5 separate regions of the Sus scrofa genome follow, and regions 1, 3, 4 and 5 are each linked to region 2. Evidence: chromatin contacts called from public Hi-C, HiChIP or PLAC-seq and promoter capture Hi-C data. All regions are on one chromosome and are shown on one strand. Each heading gives the region's core, a stretch centred on a gene start, on an enhancer-like site or on the middle of the called end of the contact. The rest is flanking DNA. Distances are from core to core; before and after follow the strand shown. Region 1 holds the start of ATP6V0D1 (V-type proton ATPase subunit d 1). Region 2 holds the start of GFOD2 (glucose-fructose oxidoreductase domain-containing protein 2). Region 3 holds the start of PSMB10 (proteasome subunit beta 10). Region 4 holds the start of RIPOR1 (protein FAM65A). Region 5 holds the start of LOC102161584 (proline-rich protein HaeIII subfamily 1-like).

Region 1 (3,200 bases), core at 291-2,790, 220 kb before region 2:
TTTTTTTTCTTTTTGCCATTTCTTGGGCCGCTCCCGAGAAATATGGAGGTTCCCAGGCTAGGGGTCGAATTGGAGCTGTAGCTGCCGGCCTACACCACAACCACAGCAACACGCATTTCGAGCCGTGTTTGCGACCTACACCACAGCTCAGGGCAACGCCGGATCCTTAACCCACTGAGCAAGGCCAGGGATCGAACCCACAACCTCATGGTTCCTAGTCAGATTCGTTAACCACTGAGCCACGATGGGAACTCCATGAGTTCACTTCTAACCTCAATAAGTTTATGATGAGAAAATTTTCTCTAGAAGGTGAATCATCTGGCCATTCTCCCCCTCCAGCTACCAACCTGGAGGCTAGCAGTACCTCTGTTCAAGGATATCAGGTAAAAGTCAGGGATGGTAACTCACAGCTCAGCCACTGTGCCCTTCACTACACGTGGGGGAGGGGAATGAAGCAAAGACTGGAATCAGGAACATACCCAGTTCAGTAAATGTGATTCTGTGATTCAGGGATTCAATCCCACTGTGGAACTTTGTGTTCTGAGAAGAAAGGATACCACTCCTGTACTTAGGAATCTTGTCCCAAAAGGTATCTTCGTAGAGGGGGTGAGAATTATTGTCAAATACGTATGTATGAACTTCCAGACTTTCAGGGCTCTCCCAAACATTGCCTTCAGGAGACTGCTCGATGGGAGGAAATTCTCGCTAAGCTGGCTCAGCAATTCCCCAGAAAGGCTCAGTCCCAGGCCAAAGGGAAGACACAATGATCCCAAAGGCCTTGGTGTATGTGTTGGGAGGGAAAGCAGGGGACTTTTCAACTTAGATTCCCCAAGCATTGCCACTAGACAGCTCTCTGGCTACGTCAAAGTAAAGAGGTTTGTATGAGCACATCCCGCATGAAGCAACCACTCCCGAGTGACCCTCTTCCAAACTACAACGCCGGAATAACAGGTTAAGAGGTGGCCCCAGAGGAAACGAACCACTGAAGTTCTTAATGCCGCGTTTGCGTTTAGGCCCACACTGAGCTGCAACTGGAAGTAGATTCCTTTCCGAAACACCCGCCATCACTCCCGGCTTCCCAGTGAGGCCTCTCAGGCCCGGATCCGGTTCCCCGACCTCTCCAGCGCCTTCGAGAACCCCCAGCTTCGCCTCCCACACCTAGGCACCTTCAGGCCGGGGCCCGCCTCCCTGCAGGCCTTTTCGGGCCCGCAGCCCAGCCCCGCGGCTCACCCTCGAGCGTCTCGCACTGCACCAGATTAAGGTAGTCCGCCTGGCTGAGCACTCCGGCCTTCAGGCCGCGCACAAGCCCCTCCAAATAGCCATTGTCCACGTTGAAGTAAAGCTCCGGGAAGAACGACATGGCTGCGTCTGGGGCGGCGGGACCAGAGGACCCGGACCGGACCGGCCGGCACGCAGCACAACTCCAAGATCAGCTGACGCGGCGCCAGCAGTGGACTGTCAAGCTCATCAGGTGACCATAAGGAGGCGGGGCTCTAAGCAGCACCCGATTTCCGGGTGGTTTCGCACGGAACTTCTGCGCAGCCGTGGGCTGGGGGGCCGCCCTCTGGCGCCTGCTCATTGAGGAGCTCTGGCGGGAGCGACTTAAAATGTCCGAGACTAGCCGCGTGGTGGCGCCCGTGGACGCGGGGGCTTGCACTTTATAGTTTCCGAGTCCGGAGCACCTGGTACTGTGGGGGCCCCTTATGCTTGGAAATATTCAGACTGGTGAATTAACCTTCCCCTGAGGGGAACTGGGAAGGGTGGGATTTGCTGGGGGTCACGCGTCGAGTTATCCTTAAGCGGGCCCTGGATCCTAATGGTTTGTTAGCCAGCGGGGAGCGACAGACCCTTTGCAGCGCTGCGACTCTTTCCCCCGCATTTATTATATAAGCTTCTTCTAGGGTTGGAGCACGGTCCTCCTCTGCTTCTCCCAACCGCTCCTGGCACTCTTAAGAGTGTAAGTGACTCATGTTGGAATAGCGCAGGCCCTGGAGTAGGGATGTGTCTGTGGTTTCTTGGCTTAGAGGCACCTTCGCCCCTAACGACCGTCACATTCAAAATAACGCCACAACCCTGGGGTTGGTCCCATACTTTATTGGCGCCCGCCTACCCCCACCCCGACCCCGACGACATTGGCTGGCCAGCTAGGTGCGGCTGCAGGGGTTCGTGGCAGTACCCAGCTTGCGGCAGTAGCAGAAGGCGTTGAAGAAACGGCAGTAGCATGTAGCACATGGGTCGCAGCATGGTACCTGGTGTCCCAGACAGGATTCGTGCAGCCTTACGCAGCGACGTGGGGAGCGTGCCTTGCGTCCTTCAGGATCTAGCACCTACAAGGGTTGGGAAACAAGGACTTCCAAAAGCACATTCATGGAATGCGCCAGATCAAGGCAGGATGGAAGTGGAGCGTGAACGGGATGGTCTGCAGTGTCGCCCCGGGTGAGGGGGTCAGGAAGTGCAGGTAGAGGTGTTTTGTATGTTTGTTTTTCCATTTTTGGTCACCCCAGAGCATATGGAGCTTCCGGTCAGAGATCAGCTCCAAGCCACAGTCTCAGCCTAAGCTGAAGGGATGGCAAGGCCAGATCCTTAACCCACTTGTGCTGGCCGGGGATGAAACCACGTCCCAGCGCTCCCAAGACACCGCCAATCCCGTTGTACCACAGTGGCAACTCCAAGCACAGATAGAGGTTGATGCTTGACACACCCACTCAAGACTTGTGGCCTCAGCCCTTTCCCTGAGCTGTTACCTCTGCCAAGGCCTTGGCCTCGGCCTGCTGCAGCAGAGCCTCTTCTGCCCGTTCTGCAGTTGTCCTCTTCAGTGGGGGCTGCAGGCCTAGATCTGGGACAGATGATGTGAGGGCAGAACCACCCATGCACAAAACACCCACCTCCCAGGCCTGGGATTGGGAAGGGGAAGAAAGGGCTCATACAAGCAGAATACTTTGTGGCCAGAGGATGTCCAAGCCCCACCCAACCCACTCCTGCCCGCACTGACCTTGGAGTTCTGGGAACAAGGCTTGGTCAAGCCTTCCGATACCCTCCAGGGGGGCCAAGCCTATCTGGGCCCCCAGCATGGTGGGCATTGCCAGCAGTAGGGCACAGCTCAGCAACATTGTGGTCAGCATAGCCTGGCTCAACAGGAGAATGTGCCACTTAGTCCCTCTTCATCCTTGGAGCACTCTCTAGGTGCCCTACCCCAGAGG
Region 2 (3,155 bases), core at 651-3,150:
AGATGCAGCTGCTGGCCTATGCCAGAGCCACGGCAACGCCAGATCGCAGCTACACCTGTGACCTACACCATAGCTCGTGGTAATGCCGGACCCTTAACCCAGTGAGTGAGGCCAGGGATCGAACCCACGTCCTCATGGATTCTTAACCTGCTGACCCACAACAGGAACTGCATGAAAATTAGTTTTATCAAGCTATCAGCAAATTGACTTTGCTGATTAGATTCAGGTACCATCTTTTAAAAATCACATACTTCTTTCCCCCATATGACAAATCTTTGTCTTGTGAGGGGTATTTTATTCTCCATTGCTAATCTTAGTACTAGCTGGTTCTAGTATTACTATAGAAATCACATATTTGAATTTTTCTAGCAAATAAAAATAACAGATCAGATCCAAACCAATCACTTCACAGAAAAAGTAGACCAGGTGGTAAGAGAAAGCCTCTCACCACAGAATCTTTGCTGTGAAATGGGGGGAGGGGGGTCCACCAATAGAACTGTCTGCTGAAAATTTTCACCTCGTGGTCCAGATAGATTCTCTAAACTCCTAGTCCAAAAGCAGTAACTATTTTACATTTTCCGTAAACTCTTGTTCCCTGGTGTGGCTTTTCAGAAGGAAATAAGTTTCCTTCTAAAACAAGAATATACCTAGATTCCCTGACTACCATCTTCTTCGTATCTCTTTGTATCAAAATAATGCATTAGGTGTCTTTTCTAATTTAAACAGCTGTTCCCTTCAACTGAAGGGTCACAGAATCAGGGCTTTTCTCAGACTTCTGTGCCCTGAAGCTTACAAAGGTCCTCTGTGCCCTGCCCCACCAGATTCTGGATATTCAAAGGCCACCGACTTCCTTCCTCATGTATCCTTCCCTCAGCATGACCCTATGGGTACAATGACTATAAATAAGGATTATAACCTTTCTTGGTGTCAATCCAAGGCAGCCTTAAACTTTTCTGTTCCGGTCTTGTGCTTTAGATTCTTCCCTAAACTCTCACACAACTTTTCACAAGTCCTGATGTCCTGGACCCTTCTAAGTTCCTCACCATTCGTGTGATAATACCTTGAGAGGAATACCTCACCTCACCTTTTGTCTCCACAGCCATCTGCTTCCTACCTGAGCTTCAAAGGTAGCCAGGCCCAGGGAGATCTGGCCAGCGGACACTCGGGGACTGGAAGAACCATCTGCACCTTTCAGAGTGTCGTTTCTCCCATCTGCCACCTGAACACTTTCCGTAAATAATGACTGATCTCCCACAAAGTACCAGCTCACTGGGAAAGACGAGGGACCAGTTACCCCACGAGTTCTTTGTCTCAAGTTCCCATACCTCACATCCTTATCCACGAAGCGTTGGTCCTCACACAGGTAGGGGGTCTGCTCCGCACAGGGCGGTGGAGCCTAGGTTTTCGCGTCCAGTAAAGGGATGGGTTATGGCCAAGGTCCTTCCAGGAACCCAAATTCTACAATTCTACGACCAAACTTGCAGGTCATATTTCCGAGGTGGGACGACGAAATCTGGGGCGACCCCCGAGCCTGCGCTGACAGTTAGAACGGCCCCCTCCCACCCCAGCTTAGCTCATCCCCTCCTCCGACCTCGGGCGCCGGTCCGTGGAGGAGGCCCGGCCGGCGCCCGCTTGCCTCCGCGCCATGCCCGTCATCCTTACCCGCCCTCACGGGCCGCCTCTCACCTGGCACGCTGGCATCCCCCGCCCAGGGCTACACCGGAGACCACGGGTCCGGACAGGTCTCAGCGGCCACCCGCCTTCCGTAAGGGAGGCAGGGGCGGACGCACCAGCCCCGAAAACTAGCTCGCAGCCACCGGGAACGCGCCGCCCGGTTTCTAAGGAACCGGGGTCTTTGGAAAAGGAGGGGGGGGACGGCGGGAGGTCTGCGCATGCTCCCTGACGGTAGTGGACCAGCGCTGGGAGGGGCCGGAGCCGGGAGCTGCGCATGCTCGCTGATCGGGGGCGGAGGTTAAGCAGTCTGGCTAGAAGCCCTGGTCATTCATTTCCGGCGGTGGAGGCGAGGAGCGAGCGGTTTTCCAACTTAGGCTGTAGGTCGAAACTGGCACAGATCTGATCCCTAGCCTAGAAACTCCGTATGCAATGGGGTGGCCTTGATTGTGGGCCTTGATTTTCCCAGAATGAAGGAAGGTCTCCTGCTGAATAACAATTTATCTTTGCAGAAAGGCAGTTCTCTCAAACTTGCCGGACTTCCTGGCTTTCTGATTCTAATGACTCGTTTTTCCGTGCTTGGGCTCCCTTTCTGGATGTTTTTTGGTTGTTCCTTAACAATGTCAAGTGTTTTTCAAGACTGTAACTTCGGTCTCTCTGATCTCTTTACCGAACCCAAGTATATATACCACTTTGTAACGAGACTACCGTTTCACCAGACTGTCCGATATAAGAATGAAACGAACCTGTAAACCTTGGTGCAAAACAGGTGATGTTGAAAATGTGGGATTAGGGGTTATTTCTGCATGGGGAGACCCACCCCTGCTTATCTCTCTCTCTCTTTTTTTAACCATGCCCTTTGGCATGCAGGACTTACTGGGCCAGGCATGGAACCGAAGCCACAGCATTAACCTGAGCCACAGCCATGACACTGCCGAATCCTTAACCCTCAGGCCACCAGGGAACTCTCGTTGAGAGTGTGGACTTCTAAATCTCCCCTCCCCCAGCCCTGCACGCTTAGTTGGCATTAGGAAGATGTCCCAGCCAGCTCTCCAGAGCAGCCTGTGATGATTAGAACGTGTCAATCGAGGGATTGCTGCTGGTCACACAGTGGTAAGAACCCTACTAGTATCCTTGAGGTTGATCCCCACCTTGCTCAGTGGGTTAAGGATCCAGCATTGCCGTGAGCTGTGTTGTAGGTCGCAGACGGGGCTCTGATCTGGTATTGCTGTGGTTCTGGCGTAAGCCAGCAGCTACAGCTCAGATTGGAAACCTAGCCTGGGAACTCACATGTGCCGCAGGTGCACCTCCCCCCCAGAAAAGACAAAAAAAAGAGTATGTCAGTGAAGCCGCAGTTGTTTACGTTGAGACCTGCTGAGCAGCAGGGCTATCCCTGCTTTGGCAGGAGACAGGACTTCCTGCCACTACCACCACCTTGGTGAGCATGGAAGTCTTCCAGAGAAATTGTAACCCCTAACGGCCTC
Region 3 (3,317 bases), core at 785-3,284, 200 kb after region 2:
CTAGTCAGGTTCGTTACCACTGAGCCATGACGGGAACTCGGGCACTGCTATTTACCATCTGCTCTCACCTTATACTCCCATCTCCACCTCAAGCTCCTCTCCCCGGGTGTCAGTTTCCCTCTCTCCAGAGACCCGGTGTTCCCAATGCCCCATCTTCACAAACTTCTCTGAGTCACACCTGTGGCTCTGGTTCCAGGGGCCTATTCACTCACCCAGTGTAGTCTTGGCCCCCAATCCCAGGCTCATTTCCTTTTTCTTTCTGGGCCTTAGGCACCTATGAAGTGACATATGCCTCTCTTTCCATCCACCTCAAAACAAGACCCAGACTCCAGACCCCACCTGTTGTTCTCTCCTCCCTTAGCTCTAAATGGTCCTCTCTGAGTTTTGACCTCTCCATGCAGTCCAAGCTTTGGCATTGACAGTGGTCTGTTGGAATTGCACTTCTCCACCCTCGCTCCACTGGCTTCTCCTCCTGTACTCAGTCATCACCTCTGAAAAGCTTTTCCTGACCTCCGGATTAGGCCAGGGTACCTCTGTGTTTCCCCAGCTCCCAAGTGCACTTCCCACCAATGCAATGCCTAGTGGGGCGCAGATGTCACTCACAGTCATGTTGGGCTGGAACCGGTCTTCTAGCACTGCCAGGGCTGCATCTTGGCCGGAGCCTGTAGACAGGAGGGGTATCTGAGGTCAGCCGCGGCCGCATGGTCGCGGGAGAAACGGGAGGCCAGGATGGTATACGTGGGATTCGTGGGGAAGGGATGGAAGGGCTCACCTAGGGCCGTGAAGGGCAGACGGCTGTAGGACCCATGGGGGTGCACGCTGTAGAGCTGGGGTCCTGTGAAGTCTATGCCGCCCACGATTAGCGACGCGCCCACATGGCCCTGGTACCTTTTCCGCAAGTGGGCGCAGTCAGCCAAACAAACCAGGACCCAGGTCCCTCCCCTCCATGGTCCTGCACCCGAGCCCCGCCCCTTCCCGTGGTCTGGAGCCCCATGACTGACATTGCTGCTTCCGGTTGCCTTCTTAACTCCTCTTAGGCTGACCTCTTCCGGTCTCCCGGCACCTCGCAGCCCTGTCCTTCCTCTTGTCCCACCTCCTATCAGCCCCACCTTCCCTGCAACTGCCCCTCCCCAGGGTCGTCTTAGCCCAGCTCCAGCACCGGAAGAGCTTCTGGCGTAACATGCGAGTGACAGTGGCCACGCGCGGCTCGCGGCCGGTGGATAGTGCGTGTAGCTCTATGTTGGATGCCGCCATCCGCGTGGTCATCTCGGCGTCCGCGGCTACTCCAGCCCCACAGCAGCTGAGGGTGAAGGGAGGGTCCATGTGGTCGGGGCTAAGGTGTGCGGAGACCAGGGACGGGGAACTAAGGGGCAGTTCTTGAGAGGAATGCTCACTAGATTTTGGGGGCGATGAAGTGGATCTTTTCGCAGCTCTTGTCCGCCACGACCGAGTCGTTAGTGGCCCGCGTATCCGCGCCCAGGATTACCCCGTCCTGGAGAAGAGGGGAGAAGCCGTTAGGTCATTGCCCACTTCCTATTCCCGGCCGCCCCTCCACGCCCCACAGTCACAACTTCTTGCTCACCTGGAATACAAGACCTGCAATGGTGGTCCCCGTCTTGAGTGCGTGAGGGACCCGGAACCCAGGGAGGGCGCGTTCCAAGGATGCATTTCTGGAACGGAGGGAAAAGTCTCAGGTTTCTTTTCTTATGGGATCCCCCTCCCCCAATCACATTCTCCAACTCCGTCCACGTTTCTCTCACTTCTCCATGTAAGCCTCGGAACCCAAGTCGTCGTCTTACTTTTAAAGATCCTGGTTCTCCCACTCCCAGAGACCCTCACTGAGGACCTAGGCAGCTGGGGACCAATCATCCCCCCACTCACCTCTGGCAGTTCTCAAAGGAAAAGCCCCCTAGGGGCTCTAGCGCTATCTTCTGCATGTCCAGGTGGGCAGGGCAGTCCAGGGGTATGGAGGTCAGAGGAGTAGGACCAGCACCAAGCAAAGAAGGCCACAGCCTTGTCCTTTGTCCTTGTCCTGCACGACTGAGCTTAACTGCTTTCGCTTTCACATTTCCTCACAGCATGATGGCTCCTTTCTGCATCCTCTTTCACTTTCACCTTCACCTCTGGTCCTATGCAGCTTGGCAAGGGTGAGATGTCCCTTGCCTGGTTCTCCATGTTGCTCCCAGGCCTCTGTCTGATACAGCAACAAATACCTCCCTTCTGGCCATTGTCCCGCCTGAGCCCTGAGCTCTGCCTACTCTGACCCCAACTCTAATTGCAAGTCCCAATGCCCCAAGCTGTCACACTGACCAAGTCTCTGATCTCATTGTTACTGGCCTGCCAACAGCATCAGCTGCCTATTGTCTTTTATTACTCTCCTTCTCCCAACTCCTGCCTATTTTGCTGCCTTAGCCTTTTCCATCAAACCTCAGACTCCAAGGCTCAATCCTTGGCCAAGGCAATGCCGATCCTTCCATCATCCCTGTTTCAGGTGCTGTTTTCTCTCTCTCAGGAACGGTGCCATGGCTGTTCATCTGGTGGCCCATACACATTCTGGGCTCTACCCATGGCCAAGCCTTTTTTCACTTCCCAAATGACCCTTGATCTATCCAGATCTTTCTCCTAATTACTGCTTATCTCAACTAGCAGTATCTCTCCCCTAGATTCTACACTGGCCTCCCTGGTTTCCCCACACTTCCTGCCCCTCATCTTCCAGCACAGGCTACACTCTACCCTGCAGAGACGGGGCTTTTTACTAGATTGGAAATCTGGTCATACTCTTTCCTATTTATTTATTTATTTATTTATTTATTCATTTATTTATTTTTGTCTTTTTGTCCTTTTTAAAATTTATTTTTTATTACTTAAATGACTTTATCACATCTGTAGTTGTATAATGATCATAACAATCTGATTTCACAGGATTTCCATCCCACACCCAAGCACATCCCCCCATCCCCCAAACTGTCTCCTCTGGAGACCATAAGTTTTTCAATGTCTGTGAGTCAGTATCTTTTCTGCAAAGAAGTTCAGTCTGTCCTTTTTTTCAGATTCCACATGTCAGTGAAAGCATTTGATGTTGGTATCTCATTGTATGGCTGACTTCACGTAGCATGATAATTTCTAGGTCCATCCATGTTGCTAAAAATGCTGGTATTTCGTTCTTTTTAATGGCTGAGTAATATTCCATTGTGTATATGTACCACATCTTCTTAATCCACTCCTCTGTTGATGGACATTTAGGTTGTTTCCATGTTTTGGCTATTGAAAATAGTGCTGCAATGAACATCGGAGTACATGTGTCTTTGTGACTCATG
Region 4 (3,084 bases), core at 124-2,623, 190 kb before region 2:
GGTTGTCATTATGTGGAAGCTTAGCAAGGAAACAGATGTAATTCTGTGCCCTTGTGGGGTCTGGAGGTTGGGGATCTGAAAATTCCTTAAGATGAGCCCCTGGGGATTCAAGAGCCCTAGTTTAAGGAGGACTGCCTGTGTTGAGGGGAGAACCAGCAGTTCCACCACCTCTCATGATACAACAAAGCTGGGGTTTTAGATTTTAATAAGCCAGGGCCAAGAGATGGGGATGAAAGATGATGTCACCTGCTCCTTTCGCATTTCCTACAAGAAAGAAATTCATGCAGAGAAGAGACTCCTGGCTCAATAAATGAGTCACTGCTTTATAAGCCAAGAGAGATGGAAAGCAGATTCCAGGAAACAAGCCAGTAGGAAGCCTAGAGAAAGTGCTCAGCTTTAGTGTGAAACTGTCAAGCTTTTCTGCTCTTGTGGAAATTCAAGGAGAAAAAACAACACTGAGAAAGACTAGAGAAATAGCAAGGAGCCAGACAGAGCTCAAGTGAGGGCCTGTGCATTTGGGCAAATTGGAATGAATGATGGAGATGGCACCAACCAACCCACTCCACAAATTATCCAGGCAGCTTCAGAAGAAGAAATATCCCAGTGTTCCAAGGCCTGCAGTCATTCCTAATGCAACAGATATTTATCATCAAGTTCCCATGCTGGGCACTGGCTGTGGAGTACTTAGGGCCCTGTTCCTACAGAGCTCACAGCCATTGAGCAAGTCATCACATTTGTGCCAAATGACAAGAAGATTCAGGGATGTGAGCCACTGTGAGGATGCTAGAAGGCTTCTTGACATCTAGGGCAGACACATTAACCATCAGGCTAAATTTCAGGCAGAGGCCTGGATCAGATGAGCGGGGCTGCTTGGAAGAAATGAATGGAGCTCAGTTTGGGAAACAGAAGCACAAGAAAAGACGGGATGGGTCCTTTCTCTTCCCCTATGTGGGGTTATTTGTTTGCTTAGCAAATTCTGGGGAGGTGCATCTCCTAAGTGCCAGGCAGCCGATTTAGCACTTCATGTTTATTTACAGAGCAGTTCAATTCAGCAGTATTTACCGAGCTCACTGAGCAGCTGGGCCCAGCCATGGAGCAGGCAGGGGGCACAGCAAGAGCGAACTTTCAATGGTGGGACCCTACGAAGAAGTCTCAGGAGTCCCTTGTTGGCCGAAGTAGGGTGAGAGAGCTGAGGCCTGAGGGAATACCAAGCTGATCTTCAGACTCCAGCCCGGTGGGGAGCAAGAAGAGTCCTGGAAAGATCCCTGCCCTGAGAAGCCAAAGCCAGGCGGGGGAGGTCCCACCTCAGCACATTCTCTTCTGAGTGACACTGGAGATAATTAACCCAGGGACCTAACAGCTGCCACCATTGCCCTTTAGGAATTTGGGCCCTCCCGGTCTGACATCCAGGCCACACTCCCACTGCTCAACTCTGTGGGAGAAAGGACTCTCATTAAACCCTTTCATCAGATGGGTGGGCCTGGAGCCCCCTGCATGCTGGTCTGCTTCCTGGGACAGCCTTTGCCAGCTCCCTGGGCCTAGGCTGATGGCTACCTTCTCCCTAGGCTGAGAGCCTAGCAACTCTCTTCTGGTCCAAGTCCTTCTGGCCTTCAAGGATCATGACTCAACTTGCAACAGCATCCAGGGGAGCAAGGAAGCCCTGGAAGAGAAGGTAAGAGTCTTGGTTCCCATCCCAGCCTGGCTACCTGTTCACTGGCCTCAGGCATGGTCTTTCTCTATGCAACTTGATGACTTTTGAGATCTCTGACCCCTGGGTATGGGAATCAGGCACAGTGTCAAGTGACTTGACTTCAATCTGGCCTTGGTATGTGGAGCCCTGGGGAGGAGCAGGTGGCCCTTTCTGGAGGGGCACCAGACAAGGGCTGTGATGGGAGAAGCACTTTTGAAAGTGAAGAAGAGGTTACTGATCTGGCCTGGGGTCCAGGGAAGGTATCCCAGAGAATAAACCGGGATAGGCACAAGTTAGCCAAGTGAAGGAAAGAGGATAAAGATGCATAGAACAGCCTGTGCAAAGACATGGGGGTGTGGGAAGGCAGGGTGTATTCAGGGAACCAAAAAATTCAATCTGGCTGGAGCTAGGATCTCATGGGGAGGAAATGGCCAGAGATGAAGGGCCAGCAGGGAAGTGAGAGGGGACAGGGTCTGATATGCATAAGAGATCCAGCCGCCCTGTGGAGAATGGATCTAGCCAGGCGAAACCAAGAATAGACACTAAGAGGCCAGCAAGGAGGTGCAGATGGTGCCCTGGCCAAGGGTAGGGCAGCAGGGGCGGGGAGGACAGGAAAGATTGATGAGCAATGAGGTGTCAGCGGAAAAGCCACCAAGACTAACATAAGAACCCGGGAGGGAGAGCAGTTCTGAGGAGAAGAGAGGGGGTCGACTTTATACAGTGCATTTGGGGTGCCCAAGAGTCATCTTAAGGGGGAAGACAGCACAAGAGATGGGGGGTCAAGATTCAAGGCATCACTGTGGAAACAGAAATGAGGCCCTGGAAGTTGTCAGGATGGCTTGGAGAAAAGTATCAAGGGTGAAAGGGGCCCAGCACCCTGAGGAGCCACCAAGGGATGTGAAGAGGTACAGCCAGAGAAGCAGCTAGAAATCCAAGAGGAGCCACCAGAGAAACCAGAGGGAGTTTCAGAGAGGAGGGGAATCATCTGTGTCCAACACATCCAGAACAGGGCAAAGGCTGAGAGGACTGAGAAGTGGAGGGTCAGGGAGCATTTACACAGAGGCTCCAGCTTCCCAGTGACCATGATCTGCAACCAGGTCTGAGTGTGAGGAAGGCCATTGCATAAGGCTGAACAGGTTGTGCACTGCACACTCCAGTGACTCTCCATTCATGATAAGTGGGCACTCCTTGGAGTTTGGCGGGGGTTTTTTGAGAAGCCTGTTGCTGCAGTGTGGAAACTTACCACACGGTGACGCCAAAGACCAGCACTCTACTTCTTGGGCTTGGATGGAGACGGGCAGGGGTCAGTTTGAAGATGGTAGCACCCTAGGTCATCATCATATGTGTGGAGAATATTGCCACATGCCTGGTGCCTAGAACCTTCCCCATCACTA
Region 5 (3,026 bases), core at 147-2,646, 150 kb before region 2:
CACCCCGCGGGTGCCCGGACATCGGGTGCCCTCAGAGCCCACGCGGGACGAGTCGAGAGCGCGTGCGGCGTGACGCGACCCGCAGCGCGTCCCGTGACGCCATCGCGCCCGCTTTTGAAAGTTGGCGCCCGGGGCTGCCTCCCATGCTGCCCTGCGCCAACCCCTCCCCTCACCTTTCCTCCCCCGCCCTCCACTAGTCGCCCGGCCGGCCCCCCCCAACCCGTCCCTTCCCTTATCAGCACCCGCGGCCCCGGCAGCGCCGACGCAGGCGCACTGCACCGCGCCGCCGCCATTTTGTGTCCGAGCCTGTGGAGCGATTAAACCGTGCGCGGAGCTGCTTCTTTGGCGGCAGCGGCGGCGGCGGCAGCCCGTGCGGGTGCGCGGAGCTGGCTAGAGACGCCGGGTGGCCGGAGCGGTGGAGCGGCGGCGGAGCGAGCGCTGCGGGGGGTGTGGCGCGGAGGTAAGGGGGCCCCGGGTGGAGGAGGTTTCGCGGGCCGCCTCTAGGTGTCACGATGGGGCCGCTCCGGTCGGCGCTGGCTGCAGCCCGGCGCCAGCGCCGCCGCCGGGGGGTGTTTGTCTCCCTCTACCGTCCCTGCTGCGGCGCGGCCGCCGCCATTGCCCGTCGCCGCCGCGGCCCGGCCGGCTCCCCCCCACCCCCCGCACTCCTCCCGCCCGCTAGGCCTCCCTCTTGACGACGCGCTAGGCCTCTGGCGGCGGCGGCTACAGAGGCCCGCGCGCTGGCGACTCCATTTTCCTTCCTTTGTCTCTGCCCTCGAGGCCGGCTCTTGGCCCGGTGGATCTCCCCGGCCGTGGCCCGCCCTCTGCCCTCCGCCCCTCCCGCGTCGGGTGGCCCCAGCCGAGAGGCGATCTCCGCTCCCCGGCTTCCGCACCGCTTCGCTCTAGAGCCCAGGCCCCCAGTAACCGCGCGTGTAGCCGGGTCTCCGTTTAGTATGGTTGTCGGGCCCTTGCCAGCGCCTCTTGGGCTGCGTATTCTCCAGCCCACCTGGTCCCTGGCACTTACCCGCGCCTTGCGAGTGTCCCCCGCCGCCTGGCTGCTCGGCGGTCGCTCCCAGTCCGCACGTCGCCGCCGCTGGTCTCCGTCTCCACCGAGTGGCGCAGGCGGCGCTGCTGCGGCTGCGAGCAGAGGGACCCCAGAGCTGCCGAGAGCTCCCTCTGCAAGGCTGGCTGAGCTGCTCGCGCCTCGACGCCGCCGGAGCGGGCGGGGGGACGCGCGCTCGCCGCCCCCGCCTGGCCCGGCTGCGCCCCCAAACTAGCTCTTCGCCCTACCCGACTGGCGCGGCCCCCCCATGGTGGGCTGAAAGGGCACGAGTTCGACAACAAGTAGTTTTTCTCGAGGCAGGGTCAGATTCCTCTTGCAGTGATAGCAGCCTGACTGCGCTAAGATCTCAAAGGGATCAAAACTTAATTTCATTCTCAAGTGACGTGACTAATTCGTCAATTCGGGTTTATGGGCTGGCTAAATTGGTTCAGGCTACTCTTGGGTTTTCCTCTTGCTTTAAAATTTAAAACATCCTGACGCTGACTTCGTACAGTTCTTAGTACCTGATGCTTTAGGGCTAGGCGAAGGCAGTTCTGCCCCGGGATTGTGCAACCTGATCTAAAGCGCCAGTAGGGCAGAATGAATTTATTCTTGACTCCACTGGTAATTTGCCCATATGCTGAAATATGAGGGTTGATGTTGTAATTGAATCCTGGGTCAGTAGTTGCAGTTGGTTTATAAATATCTACGCTTAATGTAACTACTCTTTAGTAGCTGACTTCCTTCCTGTAGCCCTGAGTTCAGCAATAAGTAAACATTCACATATGTATAGGCTTCATGCTTTCTTTGAGTTTAGATCGGCTGGGAAAGTTAAAATTTTAAACCCCTTTAGGGGGCAAAAGAGGCTAAACAGGGCATGTGTGTTAAATTCACTCTGTCCTTAAGTCTTCTTGCGTCGTTAAAAAGCTGCTTGTTGAATTATCAGTCTTTTCTTTTTCCTCAGATATTCTGGTACCTTAATACACTGGTGCAGCAGTTGATGTATCAACTTGGGTAGCTTTAGAAAGGGGAAAGTATTGATTAACTTTTGAGGGGGCAGGAAAGCTATATTAAGTTTATGAGGAAATTAAAACAGCCTGGTGCTAATAAGCAAAATTGATTGGTCTACTCTGTGTAATCTCAATCTGTAGAATTTTGCACCAGATGCCTCAACTGGGGAGTCTTTTCAACATTATGTTCCTTCTCCACAATAAAATTGTGCTAAGTAACTAAATGCAATTGGACTGTCATGCTTAGGAATAGAATCATGTTTAATTGACTAATATATTAGGCCATTTGTATAATTTTTGGCATTCTTGTACTTTTCAGTTTTACTTTCTTTTTGAAATTGTGGGTGGCAAGTGGCATGTTTTACTTATTAAAATAAGCTCCGCACAGATTAAAGTCTGCAGTTGAGTTAGGAGGAAATCTTATTTTCCCAAGTTAGCATTGTGCTCCATAGATGATATTTTATTTCTTAATTGATTTGTACCATATATACAGTCACCAGCTTTTTGGTTTTACAGATCATTTCTGTTTTTTTAATGCTGTAGATCTTGTCCACAGAGTTGCTATCCTTTGAGATTTCCTAAATGCCAAGGTCTGTACTTAGTTTTTATTGGAAAACTAAATTTACAGAAAATAAATGGAGGGAGAGTTCCCGTCATGACTCAGTGGTTAACGAATCCGACTAGTAACCATGAGGTTGCAGGTTCAATCCTTGGCCTTGGTCAGTGGGTTAAGGATCCGGTGTTGCTGTGAGCTGTTGCTTGGATCCCAAGTGGCTGTGGCTGTGGCGTAGGCCAACAGCTACAACTCCCATTAGACCCCTAGCTTGGGAACCTCTATATGCCACGGGTGTGGCCCGAAAAAATAAAAAGCAAAGCAAAAAAAAAAAAAAAGAGTAGTTGTAAAAGTTATCTTTAGAGATCCATTCAACCAACTTAAAGTTTAGGAGCTGTAAAAGTTATCCTTAATATGCATTAGG

What was found. Promoter capture Hi-C pulls out the DNA fragments that hold promoters and counts their contacts. Hi-C and Micro-C count contacts between places; a contact is called where the count stands out from the background. HiChIP or PLAC-seq counts read pairs in DNA pulled down with a chosen protein or histone mark.
Region 1: a contact with region 2 is called in a promoter capture Hi-C map of liver, with 2.9 times the contacts expected there. The contact joins the promoter of ATP6V0D1 here to the promoter of GFOD2 in region 2. A contact is called at or near these places in 1 of 5 promoter capture datasets (liver) and 1 of 2 datasets of contacts at active chromatin or transcription factors (alveolar macrophages).
Region 3: an H3K27ac HiChIP or PLAC-seq map of alveolar macrophages shows a contact between it and region 2. The contact joins the promoter of PSMB10 here to the promoter of GFOD2 in region 2. A contact is called at or near these places in 2 of 47 Hi-C or Micro-C datasets (embryonic fibroblasts and heart right ventricle) and 1 of 2 datasets of contacts at active chromatin or transcription factors (alveolar macrophages).
Region 4: a Hi-C map of mesenteric adipose tissue shows a contact between it and region 2, with 1.9 times the contacts expected there. The contact joins the promoter of RIPOR1 here to the promoter of GFOD2 in region 2. A contact is called at or near these places in 5 of 47 Hi-C or Micro-C datasets (embryonic fibroblasts, heart right ventricle, mesenteric adipose tissue and 1 more) and 2 of 2 datasets of contacts at active chromatin or transcription factors (alveolar macrophages and skeletal muscle).
Region 5: a Hi-C map of liver shows a contact between it and region 2, with 2.7 times the contacts expected there. The contact joins the promoter of LOC102161584 here to the promoter of GFOD2 in region 2. A contact is called at or near these places in 4 of 47 Hi-C or Micro-C datasets (fetal liver, heart right ventricle and liver) and 1 of 2 datasets of contacts at active chromatin or transcription factors (alveolar macrophages).

Annotation. Positions count from the first base shown.
Region 1 is chr6:28,130,540-28,133,739 of Sscrofa11.1, forward strand. It overlaps ATP6V0D1 (V-type proton ATPase subunit d 1), which reads right to left and starts at 1,541. Exons shown (of 8, transcript XM_003126946.4): 1 at 1,231-1,541. The coding sequence starts at 1,360. AGRP (agouti related neuropeptide) reads right to left here and starts at 3,122. Exons shown (of 3, transcript NM_001011693.1): 1 at 2,993-3,122; 2 at 2,745-2,836; 3 at 2,145-2,327. The coding sequence starts at 3,122. The coding sequence ends at 2,145.
Region 2 is chr6:28,346,297-28,349,451 of Sscrofa11.1, forward strand. GFOD2 (glucose-fructose oxidoreductase domain-containing protein 2) reads right to left here and starts at 1,901. Exons shown (of 4, transcript XM_021094104.1): 1 at 1,687-1,901.
Region 3 is chr6:28,545,575-28,548,891 of Sscrofa11.1, forward strand. It overlaps PSMB10 (proteasome subunit beta 10), which reads right to left and starts at 2,035. Exons shown (of 8, transcript NM_001044565.1): 1 at 1,882-2,035; 2 at 1,583-1,670; 3 at 1,395-1,492; 4 at 1,160-1,300; 5 at 773-888; 6 at 604-662. The coding sequence starts at 1,937.
Region 4 is chr6:28,155,135-28,158,218 of Sscrofa11.1, forward strand. RIPOR1 (protein FAM65A) reads left to right here and starts at 1,374. Exons shown (of 22, transcript XM_021094059.1): 1 at 1,374-1,672.
Region 5 is chr6:28,195,386-28,198,411 of Sscrofa11.1, forward strand. It overlaps LOC102161584 (proline-rich protein HaeIII subfamily 1-like), which reads right to left and starts at 1,397. Exons shown (of 3, transcript XM_021094085.1): 1 at 1,022-1,397. It also overlaps a transcript of CTCF not described here.